Regions from separate parts of the Muntiacus reevesi genome. Here regions 2 and 3 are each linked to region 1. A link is a contact called in public Hi-C data. All regions are on one chromosome and are shown on one strand. The core of a region is the stretch at or near the end of the contact, and the rest is flanking DNA. Distances in the headings are between cores, read along the strand shown.

The links. Hi-C and Micro-C count contacts between places; a contact is called where the count stands out from the background.
Region 2: a Hi-C map of muscle shows a contact between it and region 1, with 3 times the contacts expected there. The contact joins the promoter of MYNN here to the promoter of SKIL in region 1. A contact is called at or near these places in 2 of 3 Hi-C or Micro-C datasets (blood and muscle).
Region 3: a Hi-C map of blood shows a contact between it and region 1, with 5 times the contacts expected there. The contact joins the promoter of SEC62 here to the promoter of SKIL in region 1. A contact is called at or near these places in 2 of 3 Hi-C or Micro-C datasets (blood and muscle).

What each region holds. Positions count from the first base shown.
Region 1 is chr8:73,911,559-73,915,359 of mMunRee1.1, forward strand. SKIL (SKI like proto-oncogene) reads right to left here and starts at 2,045. Exons shown (of 7, transcript XM_065942688.1): 1 at 1,633-2,045.
Region 2 is chr8:74,422,740-74,426,540 of mMunRee1.1, forward strand. It overlaps MYNN (myoneurin), which reads right to left and starts at 1,686. Exons shown (of 9, transcript XR_010664261.1): 1 at 1,368-1,686; 2 at 132-428. It overlaps ACTRT3 (actin related protein T3), which reads left to right and starts at 1,385. Exons shown (of 4, transcript XM_065943450.1): 1 at 1,385-1,505; 2 at 1,917-2,304. The coding sequence starts at 2,297. It overlaps TRNAV-AAC (transfer RNA valine (anticodon AAC)), which reads right to left and starts at 3,194; the gene lies at 3,122-3,194.
Region 3 is chr8:74,241,585-74,245,385 of mMunRee1.1, forward strand. SEC62 (SEC62 homolog, preprotein translocation factor) reads right to left here and starts at 1,902. Exons shown (of 8, transcript XM_065942096.1): 1 at 1,827-1,902. The coding sequence starts at 1,862.

The DNA.
Region 1 (3,801 bases), core at 795-3,294:
GGGGGTTGGGGAAGAGTTACATTTGAATTTGTTCCAAAGGCCAAAGGGTCAGTTTGAAACTAGTTTCTTAATCTTAAACTGAGTTCACTTTACCAAAGGTGACACTTGAGTGATTTCTTTAAATCTAACACCAGTTAATTAGAAGTACCTTCATTTAAATAGGAAAGCAATTGGCGAATGAGTAAAGGGAGCAGTAATATCCCTCAAAAGGGAGAGGGTTACTCCAACCCAGAAAAGGGAAAACCTTAAACAGATCATCTCACCCAAAATTCAATACTAGAGATTTTTTCCTCAGTTATGCGATTTTAATTAAAATAACCTATTTTGACTAAAATAACCTATTACTTCATCTCTTAATTAAAAAGCAAAAACAAACAAAAAACCCACCAGTTTCATCTAAAAATCAAATATCAGTTATAACACATCACAATCTTAAGCGCATAATTCATCTAGTCAGTGTACGTTATTTTTCTGGAATAGCTGTAGGCAAAAATTAACTTTCCCTTTAAAAGGTTAGCGAATTTGCTTAATGGAAGCCAAAAGCTATAGACTCCACTCCTGGGAATCTCCATCCTTGAATAAGACTAATCCGGGACAAAAAGCACAAGGCAGACAGACCTCACAAAGAATGCAAATGGAGGAAGAGGGAAAAAGCAAAGCTTCTTCTTCCACTTCCTTCTTGAGAGAAAATCCAAAAGAAATCCAGTAAACAGAAAATTTTGCCAGCCAAACTCCCAGCAATTTACCTTAAAACAGACCCAAAGGGTTAAGTACCAAGGCCACTAGCCAACGTACTGACTTTCGCCCACCACAGGAACACCTCAGCCTACGCAGGCCAAGGAAGAGGGCAGGAGGCATGACTTAGAATGGGGAGCCCTCAAACCCTGAGATCCTCGGCCCACGCAAAGCCATTCACCCACCTTAAACCCGAGGCGGAGGCGGGGAGAGGAGGGCAAGGGACCCGGGACGCCTCGGGCTTGCAAGCGGGTAGTGGGAAGTGGAAGAAAAGGAGTCCCCCCCCCCAACCCCGCCCCCCCCGCAGTCTCGGAACACCCCGGTGCCCTCCCAACACCGCCCCGCTAAGGGGGCCGCAGGCAGGACTGTGGAAATCCCCCGCGCACCCTCTCCCCGGGAAGTTCTCGGGTGTTACCCCAGCACCCGTAAGGCTGCACCTCCCCTCGCCTGCCCAGGGCAGAGGAGAGAGGGGTCAGCGGACGGGAGGGGCGCCGAGCCGGGACCTCCCAGTCGCTGAGCGCCGACCTACCGGGTCGAGCCCGGGGCATCCCCGCGGAGCGCAGACGGGCGGCGGGGGGCGGAAGGGGACAGTGACGGGCGTCCAGGGTCCGGGGTCCCGACGGGTCCAGTCAAGTGCAGCACCTGGCCCCTGCCCGCGCCCATCACCCGGGATCAGCGAGGCATGACCCGCCGTGGGACACCCGGCCCGCGCCCCCCCGTGGCCCCGACCCCACCCGGGACCCAGGCATCCGGACCGCCGACTACGGCCTCCGCACCCGAGGAAGCCCGACGAGCTTTGTTAACTCCCCTTGACGCCCGGCGCCGCCGTCGGGCGCCCCGGGAGCCGCGCGCCCCTAGCCTACCGCCGCGTCCGCCCCCCGCGAGCCGAGGCCGCACCTGTGCCCGCCGCCGCCGCCGCCGCTCGCCCGCTCCCCTTGGCTGTGCCGGCGCCGCTCCGAACCCCACACACATCGCTACACACAGCCCTCTGACGTCACCGAGCCCTCGGCCCGCCCACGTCACTGCGGAGACACACGGCTTCCCGCAGACGCCGCCGCCGTCTCCGGCCGCCCGGGGGAGAGCGAGGGCGGCGGGGGGGGAGGGGAGGAGAGGAGAACTGAGCCAGCGGCGGCACCGCGCGCGCGAGCCCGCCGCCGCCGCCTCGCGGCTCCTAGCCCCTCGGGGGCGCGCGCGCCGTCTGCCCTATAGTGGCTCCCTAGGGCTCCCCCAGCCCGTCGTCTGGCGCGCGCGCCCCTCCCCCAGGCGCGCGCTCGGCGCTCCTGGCCCCGCGCGCCGTCTGGGCGGCTGGCGCGCGGCGCTGTCTGCGGTGCACCCGGCGCAGACAGGATGTTCCCTCCCCGCCCCACCCCCACCGCCGCCCTCCCTCCTTCCTTCCTCGAGTCGCCTAGCCGGCTGTCTGGGGCCGCCACCGCCCCGCCCCCGCCCCACCCGCTGCTCCGTGGAGACGGGCCAGACCCGGGGGCGCCCTGGTCGCTCGGCCGCCGCGCGACACGGAGAGAGGGGGGCAGGGCGACCGCGCGGTGCACTGTGCGCGACCCCAGCAGCCGGCAGGGCGGAGGCAAGGTCCGCCCGGCCGAGCGCCGCGGCCCGAGGTCAGGCACAGGCGACCCTCCCCCCGCGGGGCCGCAGCTGGGCCGCCCCGCCCCGGAGGCAGCCGGGTGGCGGCCGCCCAGCCGCGCCCCCCGTGTGGGCCCTGCGCGCGGGGGCTGCCCCCCGCCCCCGCGGGGCCTCCCGCCCGAGGGCCGCCCCGCCAGCTGCCGGCGCTGCGCTGCGCTCCGCCCCACCCCGGCGGCCCCCGCCTTGCCTGGGCGGCCTCCGCCCAGACGCCTTCCCTGGGCTGACCTTCTCCGCCATCGGGCCGGGCTGGAGGGCTGGCAGAAGTTCTGGCAAAACCGAGAGAAAACATTTTTGTCTCTACTTCTCAGCCTCCCTCCCCCTACCCCCTCACCAGACTGCTCTCTCGGTTCCAAAAGGGAGCTAGAAATTACATGCTTCTACAGTGTTTCCTGAGGGGTTTGGGATTTTGTTTTGGAGGCGAACAGGAGATGAGACGAGGAAAGCGATGACCGAAGCGCTTTCGGCTGTAACCCTCGGGGCCGAACAGAGCCGTCTCCCTTGTCGGTGTTCCGCTGTGGTCGATTAGCATATTGAACTCTGCCGAGCTGCTCCGTCATATTTCGAAACACCAAGAAAAACCCCTTTTTTCCACCCCACCGCAAAATTAGGAACTGAAATAGTACCCCAGATCTCAGTGCACCGAATTCAGAAGACTTGGCGTTGTGCCCCCCCCAGCCCCGCCCCCCCCCCCGATTTTTTCCCCTTTTTGCGCATTTTCGTCCAATTTCTTCTGGTTTTACTGCTTCGAGGTCACTCATGGGATCCACATTTGGAGCCAGCCGACTGGGAATACTCCTGTGCTCATAGATTTTTTTTTTTCCTGTTTTCCTCCCAACGGGCCTACCCGAGGCTTACAAGCCTCTCATTCCCTGCACACCCAAGTTCCATTCCTCCCACCCCCATCGCCGGGCTCCCAGGTCGTGCCCCTCTCCCACCCCCCACCTTCCTCTCCTCCTTGACTGCCTGCTTTCCAGAACATGAATAATTCCGCAGCACTTCCCATCTGTTATTGCCATAGAGACAGAAGCTCAGCAAAGATAATGATGTTCTGTGCAGAGCCGGTGCGGGGAGAGCAGCATCTGCGAGACGGGGGGACAGGTTTTCTAACCTCCAGAATAGTCGGAAGGCCCGGCTGAAGGTCTAGTGTGGGAGACTGGACAGTCTTGAGAGTGGGCAATCGCAGACCAATTTTAGAAGCCAAAATGACAGATCTTTTTTTAAAGTGATTTCAAACTGCAATTAATGATAAATAAATATACAGTACTCATTTTATCAACCGTAGAAATAATTACTTGGTAGCACAATCAAAGGCCTAAGCAGCAGAATCAACTGGACAGTAAATAGACTTGAAAAATCAAACATTTTATCCTCTCCCCTGTTCTTTTGATTTGCTTTCCCCAAGAATCTGTTTCTTGAGTGAAGAACCTT
Region 2 (3,801 bases), core at 436-2,935, 510 kb after region 1:
TAAAAAAAAAACACTGGGCACATCTGTATTTGAAGACTGAGAGTTCAGGTATTGAATGGGAAAATACTAATCTGCTTTAGCTCAAGACTACTGACCAGCTTTTGTAAGTGAAAATAACATATATACCTTACCTGTCAAGATTCAAAGTTCCTGTGTATATAAACTCCAACAGTTTCTGAAATCCATCAGCCTTCACCTGACTCTGATCAAGAAAGACATTGTTCTCAGAAGTGCTCCTGTAGATTGCACCAAAATATTCACTAAACGAGGCAAGCACATTCCTGTGAGCTTTAAACTGGAATTCCCCAATCACTATGGTGCAGTCACAAAGAAAACCTGCTTCCCGTTGTTTGTTCAGTCTCTCTAAAAGGTGCTCACAGTGGTGCGAATACTGCATTTTGATATCGGAATCGAATTCTATCCTTGTTCTAAAAAAACAAGAGAGAGAGTAAATCAGTACCACTATGTTTTCATCAAACTTTTCTCCCAAGCCATTGGTGAATAAAGAGACATAGAATCCAAACAAGAACAAAGCCTGTTCTCATTTTACGCCCCCAGAAAATTCTTATCAAGCAAATACGGATAAAAATGCCGAAGGGATAAAAAGCCATCCTAGTTTCTATTTCATCTTGGTCAACTAACACAATCCTTTGGACACGTCAACAAATGACGATGTGTGAAAACATTTCCACAAAGTGAAAAAAAAAAGCACCGCAAAATTTCACACTTCTACATCGCAAAGAGTCGGACACGACTGAGCGACTGAACTGAACATCAGTTGAACCTTCACAGTTTCAAGCTCAGTAGGCACACGTAAATTACGAAAAAAAAAAAAATTAACAAACCATTAAGAAATGATTCCTTGGGACAAATGGTCAAAGGACATGGTACGAGTTCTTTAAAATTTTTCTCAACTGCTTCTCTGCCTTTCGATTAAGTGTAAAATTGCTCTCAAATCTTCGAAACCCGTTAACTTCCGCAGAGCATACAGTGGCTTAAACGCAAGGCGGGTGCCGAAGGGGGCGGAGAACCAGCAGGGCCAAGAGTTGTCAAAGATCTGGTCACCCGCCCCGAGGAGGCCACGCTCCTTCCTACCACCACCTCCGTCTACTCGAGGCCGCAAGGAGAGTGACAGTAAAAGCCGGTCTCTCCCGACTTCCGCCTTCCTGCCCTTCGCCCAGCTCCCACTCCCCCAATTCCCACGGCAGAGGCTGTGGCCAAGGCCAACACCGGGGCTGCCTCGCCCTAGCTTTCCACCCTAACATCTTCACACCGGCCTGAATGCGAACTCCACGGAGCCTGCCCTCCAATGCCCCAAGGTCTGGAGAGAGCGGGAATAGCGGCCTGGGGGCAAAGACAGAACTCACCTATAGAAACCCGAGGGGGAACAGTTTCTTCACTCTCTCTCCGCCATCTTGGAAATACGTCACCACGCCACGCTCCGCCTTTCCCTGTTTCCTCCACGGTGACGTCACATCCGATCCCGCGCGTTCCGCGGCTACGCGGTAGGCTCTAGGACCCTGGAGGTCCAACAGCAGCCTGAGGGCAGCATGCTGGTGCATAGAGAACTCGCTCCTTAGCCTGCCAGGAGCACCCGGAAACCGGGAGCGTCTCGGCTAGGAGACTAAGGGCTTGCTTACGGAGCCACGACTGTCGTCCTCACCGTGAGCATTCTAGACAGTCAGCATCTCGCGCTCCGCCTGCGTTTTGCGCGGAGGCTGAGCCGCGCTGCCTTGCGGCCTCTTTCCAGGAACCAAATTGTGCATTGTATGCTGGGGCTTGTAGTTAGTTGCTCGTCTTCTCCCATTATCCTCCACTTCCGTGAGGCCCCACGAGTGGGAACAGCTGCTTTGTGTACTCTGGCTCTGGGCCATGGGAATTTTGGAGCTGAGACTGATCACCCCTTTTTATTTTAGGTACTACCAGAAAGCTCTTGAGAAACTATGAGTCTTGTTTGCATCAGCCAACTGGAGCCCAGTATCCAGGATACCCTTACCTGGTGATAGCAGTCTGAGATGCAAGAAAGCGGCGCAAAGCTGTAGGGCACACTGGGCATGCGCTTGGGGAAAAGTGGGCTTTATACCGGAAAAGGTTCTGCTGTGGACTAGAAAGCATTTAATACAATTTTTTGCATTCTATGCAGATTTTGTACAGTGAGGGAAGCTTGGCGGGCTACATGCGGTCCATGGGGTCGGAAAGAGTCAGACAGGACTGAGCACGCAGTCAACGACAGTGAGGGAAAGGCGTGCTAGTTAGCTCCGTGATTTAAAAAGACGTACAAGGGGTACGTGCTCATATGTTAGGGTGAGTAATTTTATGCGGACATCAAAAATCTAAGAAAACCAAAACTTCGGCTTTTTTTTTTTTTTTTTTACTTGTTAAGAGTTGTGTCAGGACCGTGGGAAATTTACTCACGACTTTATTTTAAAGAACATTGTAAACTTGAATTCTTTTTTTCCTCGAGATTTTTTTTTACAACCATATTTTGTTTGCTGTCTGTAAATTCTTTCTTCTCGGTTAGAACCATGTTTATGGGGGGGTGGGGGTGGGGAGCCCCATAACCGTTAGGTTTATAAGGGGAAAAAACGAGTCTGGTTCTTTCTTGATTTCGTCTTCTCTTTGAGTATAATTTTCTGATTACATTTATTTTTGTCGGAATCCTTTTCGGTAATTTATTAATTGAGGGATAGCTGTGAGTCTCTAGTAGGTGTCAAACAGATACGAAGTATATGAAAGAGCGCAAAACATGGTCTCTGGCGTTTAGAAAAATCAACAATCTCAATGGGAAAACTAATGGAAAACCGAATGACTTGTAATACAAAGAGTGCCGAGGTGACAGGGCTTACCAGTTTTTACCCTGCGTTTAATTACGCTTGGTAGGCTGTACATTATTTTTTCAGTATCAGGTTGTGAGTTGAATTTAAAAACAATTGTTTAAAGTCTGGAACACTTCTTCCACGTGCAAGCCATTAATAAGAATATTTGTTTAATAACATCCACGTTAAAAGTCCAAATTCCCAAGGTACTGCAAATTATTGTCAGAATTTTACTTTTTAAAAGGGTAAGAAGGAGGATCACAGGATCCTTTTGCTCCTGTTCAAAAGGGAAAGGAAATGAGAGCTGTTTCCGCCCGGTTTCGAACCGGGGACCTTTCGCGTGTTAGGCGAACGTGATAACCACTACACTACGGAAACCCGCTTGGAGACTGGGGTTGAGAAACTCCCTCATACGTCTCCATAGTTCTGTTGTGGCATGCAGTTCAGAAAGTTAGCCTAACTTTTAACAAAAGAACAAAGAAACCCCAACGGGAAATGACCATATGTCCAGTTAAACAGTGCTACCATTTCAAAAGTTGGAATTTACGTACATTGTTTTCAAAGCCCCTGGTTAGAAACTGGGCACCCGTTAGTTGGCCCTTCTTTGAAGTTTACTTTTTTCTACGGAAAAGAAGTATATTGGCTTCTTTGTTGCTGAGTGTCTCGGGTGTGTTTCGGGGCTTTGGCTAGCTAGAAAGAGGTGACTGCGCTGGGATCCTGGAGTCCTCGCTCACGCAGGGGCGGAGGGGTGGACGGGCGGCGGGGCGGCGGGGCGGCGGGGCGGCGGGGCGGCGGGGCGGCGGGGCGGCGGGGCGGGGGCGCGGAGGGGCGGAGGGGCGGGGGGGGGGGCGCGGAGGAAGGGCACCAAACTCCCCAGCCGTGATCTTGTTTCTAAGAGAGAAAGCGACGCTTTCAGCCTCTCGTGGAAGGACGTGTAGTTTAGTTTTGAATTTCCTACCTTGCTTCTGTACTAGTTTTAGACAGT
Region 3 (3,801 bases), core at 652-3,151, 330 kb after region 1:
AGGAGTTATGTGCCAAATACTATGTTCATAGCTTTTATAACCTTTAATAACCAGTCATCCACTCACCTATTTTTTTCCACCACAACCCAAAGAGGATCCCTTTTCAAGGTAAACATTCCTTCTTACGGATTTGGAAATAGAGGGAAAAAGCTAAGTAATTTGACCAAAGTTACACAGCAAGTAATTACTGACACTGGGGTACCAACTGGCACAGTATGTTTTAGCTCCCAGTGACTATCACTGCTATACCAGTTTTTAATCTATCTTTTTGCTTAATATGAGATCACAATTGAATTAGATGAAAAAAAAAAAAAAAAAAAAAGAAATAGAGCAGCTATTCAAAGTAAATTAGGATCACCTTTGTGACCACAGTAAAGAACAGTTGAAATTAAAAAAAAAAAAAAAGTTTATTTAGGGCCATAAAATGTACCATATGTGTAAATATAAGAAATTCAGTAAGTACTAATTTGACAACTTCAGTACAAATTCTAATGAAAATATTATGTATCCAGAACTGACCAATAACATTAAATTTTGAAAGACTAGGAATAGTATAATTACAAACTTCTTTCACAATAAACTTAAGCTTTGGTTTTATGGCCTGTCTGAACTTGTGGGAGGGGGCAGGATTTGTCTCTTTCTGGTCCCGTTCTGTACTCTATTTGAAACTACTCTCTTATTTCTGCCCTATTACAAAATTCCAGATTTACTGATCACTGGCATCTTTTTTTCCCCTAGTACTTCAGACTTTTAAGGATAATTTTAACTTGCATACCTAAATCACCCGTGGTGTAAGTTAAGTGATAAACTTTTTTTAAATGGGGAAATAAAACATCAGACGAAAAGTCATTCTAAGCAATGAAACAGTAAGGAACAGAAAGAAAATGAGTGTAACAATTTGTGATTAGCATATTAACAATTTACAACAAGCCCAATTTATGATGACATATGAAGGTTTCTAGGCACATAAACTAACAAGGAGAGACACATCGTGAGTCGAAGATGTTCCACATATTTAATCCTCTGAGCAGAGAGCATGAACAACAGGGGAAAATTGTAGGGAAGAAATACACAGATGACAGGCCTGTGGAATGAGGGAGGGATGCTATGCAGGTTATGAGGATGACACCCTGCCATGTCAAAGGTTCCTAGGCGCGACCCGCTCGTTGCCGTACCGAGTTTTGTTTATTTACATTGTGTCGCTGAAAGAAAGCCACAAAGCTTCAGCTGGACGCTTACGTTAATAATAAAAAGGAGGAAGAAGGGTACAGCAAACGAACACCTGGATACGCAGTTCGTCGCCTGGGCCTCGGGGCAGCTGACCAAACCCTGCTCACTCCCACCTCCTACGGTCCTTCTATACGCGCACAAAGAACGGCAGCTTTAGATCACTCCTCCGCCTTCTTCTACCCTAGTTACCGTGGCCTCAATTTCGGGACAGCTAAGGCGAAAAGATGGGGTGGAGAAGGGAGGGGAGGAGCCCGGGAGGGTCGATGTCTGCGCTTGGAGGGCGCTGACCTCCCAGCACAGGCCCAGGCCGGCGCCTCCACCGGAACCTTGAACTGACGGCCGCGCCTCCACGGCCGATTCCGAGCGCAGCGCCTTCTGCCTTCCGCCGCAGCCCGAGCACCTCCGCCTGTCTCCGCCGTCTCCAACGCCGCCCTTCCTCAGGCCCCTCACAACGACGCAGCCCACAACCTGCGGCCTCGCGGTGGAACCCCACCCCACCTCGTCCTCGATTTCGCTCGCCCTTCCCGGGAGCTTTCTCAGCATCTTCCACTTCCTAGCGCCCTTAAGCCCCCTACCCCAGGGTTCGGCTTTGCTACCTGAATCCGCTTCTTGTGTCGCCTGCGTTCCGCCATGTTGGCCGCTCCGCCCGGTTCCCTCTGACGTGGAGCGAGGCGGGGGCGGTGGAAACCTCGCGAGAGCGCGCCGCGGGACCCGTTATGTAACCCGGCGGCTGGCGCCGGGGAAGGAGGGAAGCTGGCAAATGATCGGTATCGGCCACTCCGACCCTGGATATGCTTTTTCTCCCCTTTTTCCTCGGCTCCTTTTTTTTTTTTTTCTTTTTTTTGCGGGAACTGGAAATCGCTGGGACCAGAAGGAAATTAATAAGTGGATCAAAGAGCTGGGGGACTGGCAAGAGTCCTCTTGACTAGACATCTGACTCACCTGGAAAGCTGTTAAAATACAGATTCCGGGGTCCACCCCCTCGGAGTCAGTAGGTTTGGGGTGGAGCTTTCCCCCTAGGATTTACTGGGACCTGTGGAATTCTAGAGTCTTTGTGATACTCCTTTCTTGCCAGTGAGCCCTATCCTATCCATTCCCCATTTGTAAATCCTACTAACCCCATTTTGAAGATGGGAAAACTGAGACAGCGGAGGTGCAGCGATATGAACTGGTTTATCCTAAGGCTCCACAGTTAGTAAATGGCACATCCTAGATTGAAGACCAATTATCTTTCCCCATGCAAAGTAGAGAGTAGTTGGGCTCGTCTGACACAGACTTTGGATTCCGCATTCCATTTTCCACGTTGGTTCTCAAAACGCACTTTTAGAATCCAGGCGTCAGAACTCAGGGAGGTACGAGGAACTAATAAGATAAATAGAGAACATCTAAGAAGTTGAAATTAAGAAGACCGCAGGGTACTTGGACACTAGTTATAACTATTGTTATTTTCAGTGAGTGAGTTCAGTCGCTCAGTCGTGTCTGACTCTTTGCGACCCCATGGACTGCAACAGGCCAGGCTTCCCTGTTCCTCACCCATTCCCAGAGCTTACTCAAACTCAGGTCCATCCAGTTGGTGATGCCTTCAAACCATTTCATCCTCTGTCCTCCCCTTCTCCTCCTGCCTTCAATCTTTCCCAGCATCAGGGTGTTTTCCAGTGAGTCAGTTCTTCGCATCAGGTGGCCAAAGTATTGGAGTTTCAGTTTCAGCATCCAGTCCTTCCAATGAATATTCAGAACTGATTTCCTTTAGGTGGACTGGTTTGATCTCCTTGCAGTCCAAGCGACTCTCTAGAGTCTTCTCCAACACCACAGTACAAAAGCATCAGTTCTTCAGCCCTTAGCTTTCTTTGTAGTCCAACTCTCACATCCATACATGACTAGTAGAAAAACCATAGCCTTGACTAGACGGACTTTTGTAGGCCAAGTAATGTCTCTGCTTTTTAATATGCTGTCTAGGTTGGTCAAAGCTTTTCTTCCAAGGAGCAACCGTCTTTTAATTTCATGGCTGCAGTCACCATCTGCAGTGATTTTGGAGCCCCCCCCCAAATAAAGTCTGTCACTGTTTGCATTGTTTCCCCTTACTGTTTGCCATGAAGTGATGGGCCCGGATGCTATGACCTTAGTTTTCTGAATGTTGAGTTTTAAGTTAGCTTTTTCACCTTCATCCAGAGGCTCTTTATTTCTTCTTCATTTTCTTCCCTAAGGGTGGTGTCATCATTGTTATTTTAGAGTTGCCCAGATAAAGATAATGGGCTTAAATTGCTAGTAAGTGGTTCTAGGTAGAAATTCTCATGACTTTAATGGAAGCTTTAAATATTTTAAATAGTAGAAAATTGGAAAAATGTAGAAAAGCAAGATGAAGGAAATAAAAATCCCTAATGCTACCACTCAAAGATCTGTTATCATTTTAGTTTATTCTTTTTTTTTCTAGTATTTATTTATACTTTGTGTGTATTTATATTTATATATTTCTCCCTTTCCTCCAATTGAGATCATATTGCATAATATGCCTTTTTCTCTTAATGTTATGTTGAACATATATCATTAAAAAATTCTCTGTTTACCGTAGTA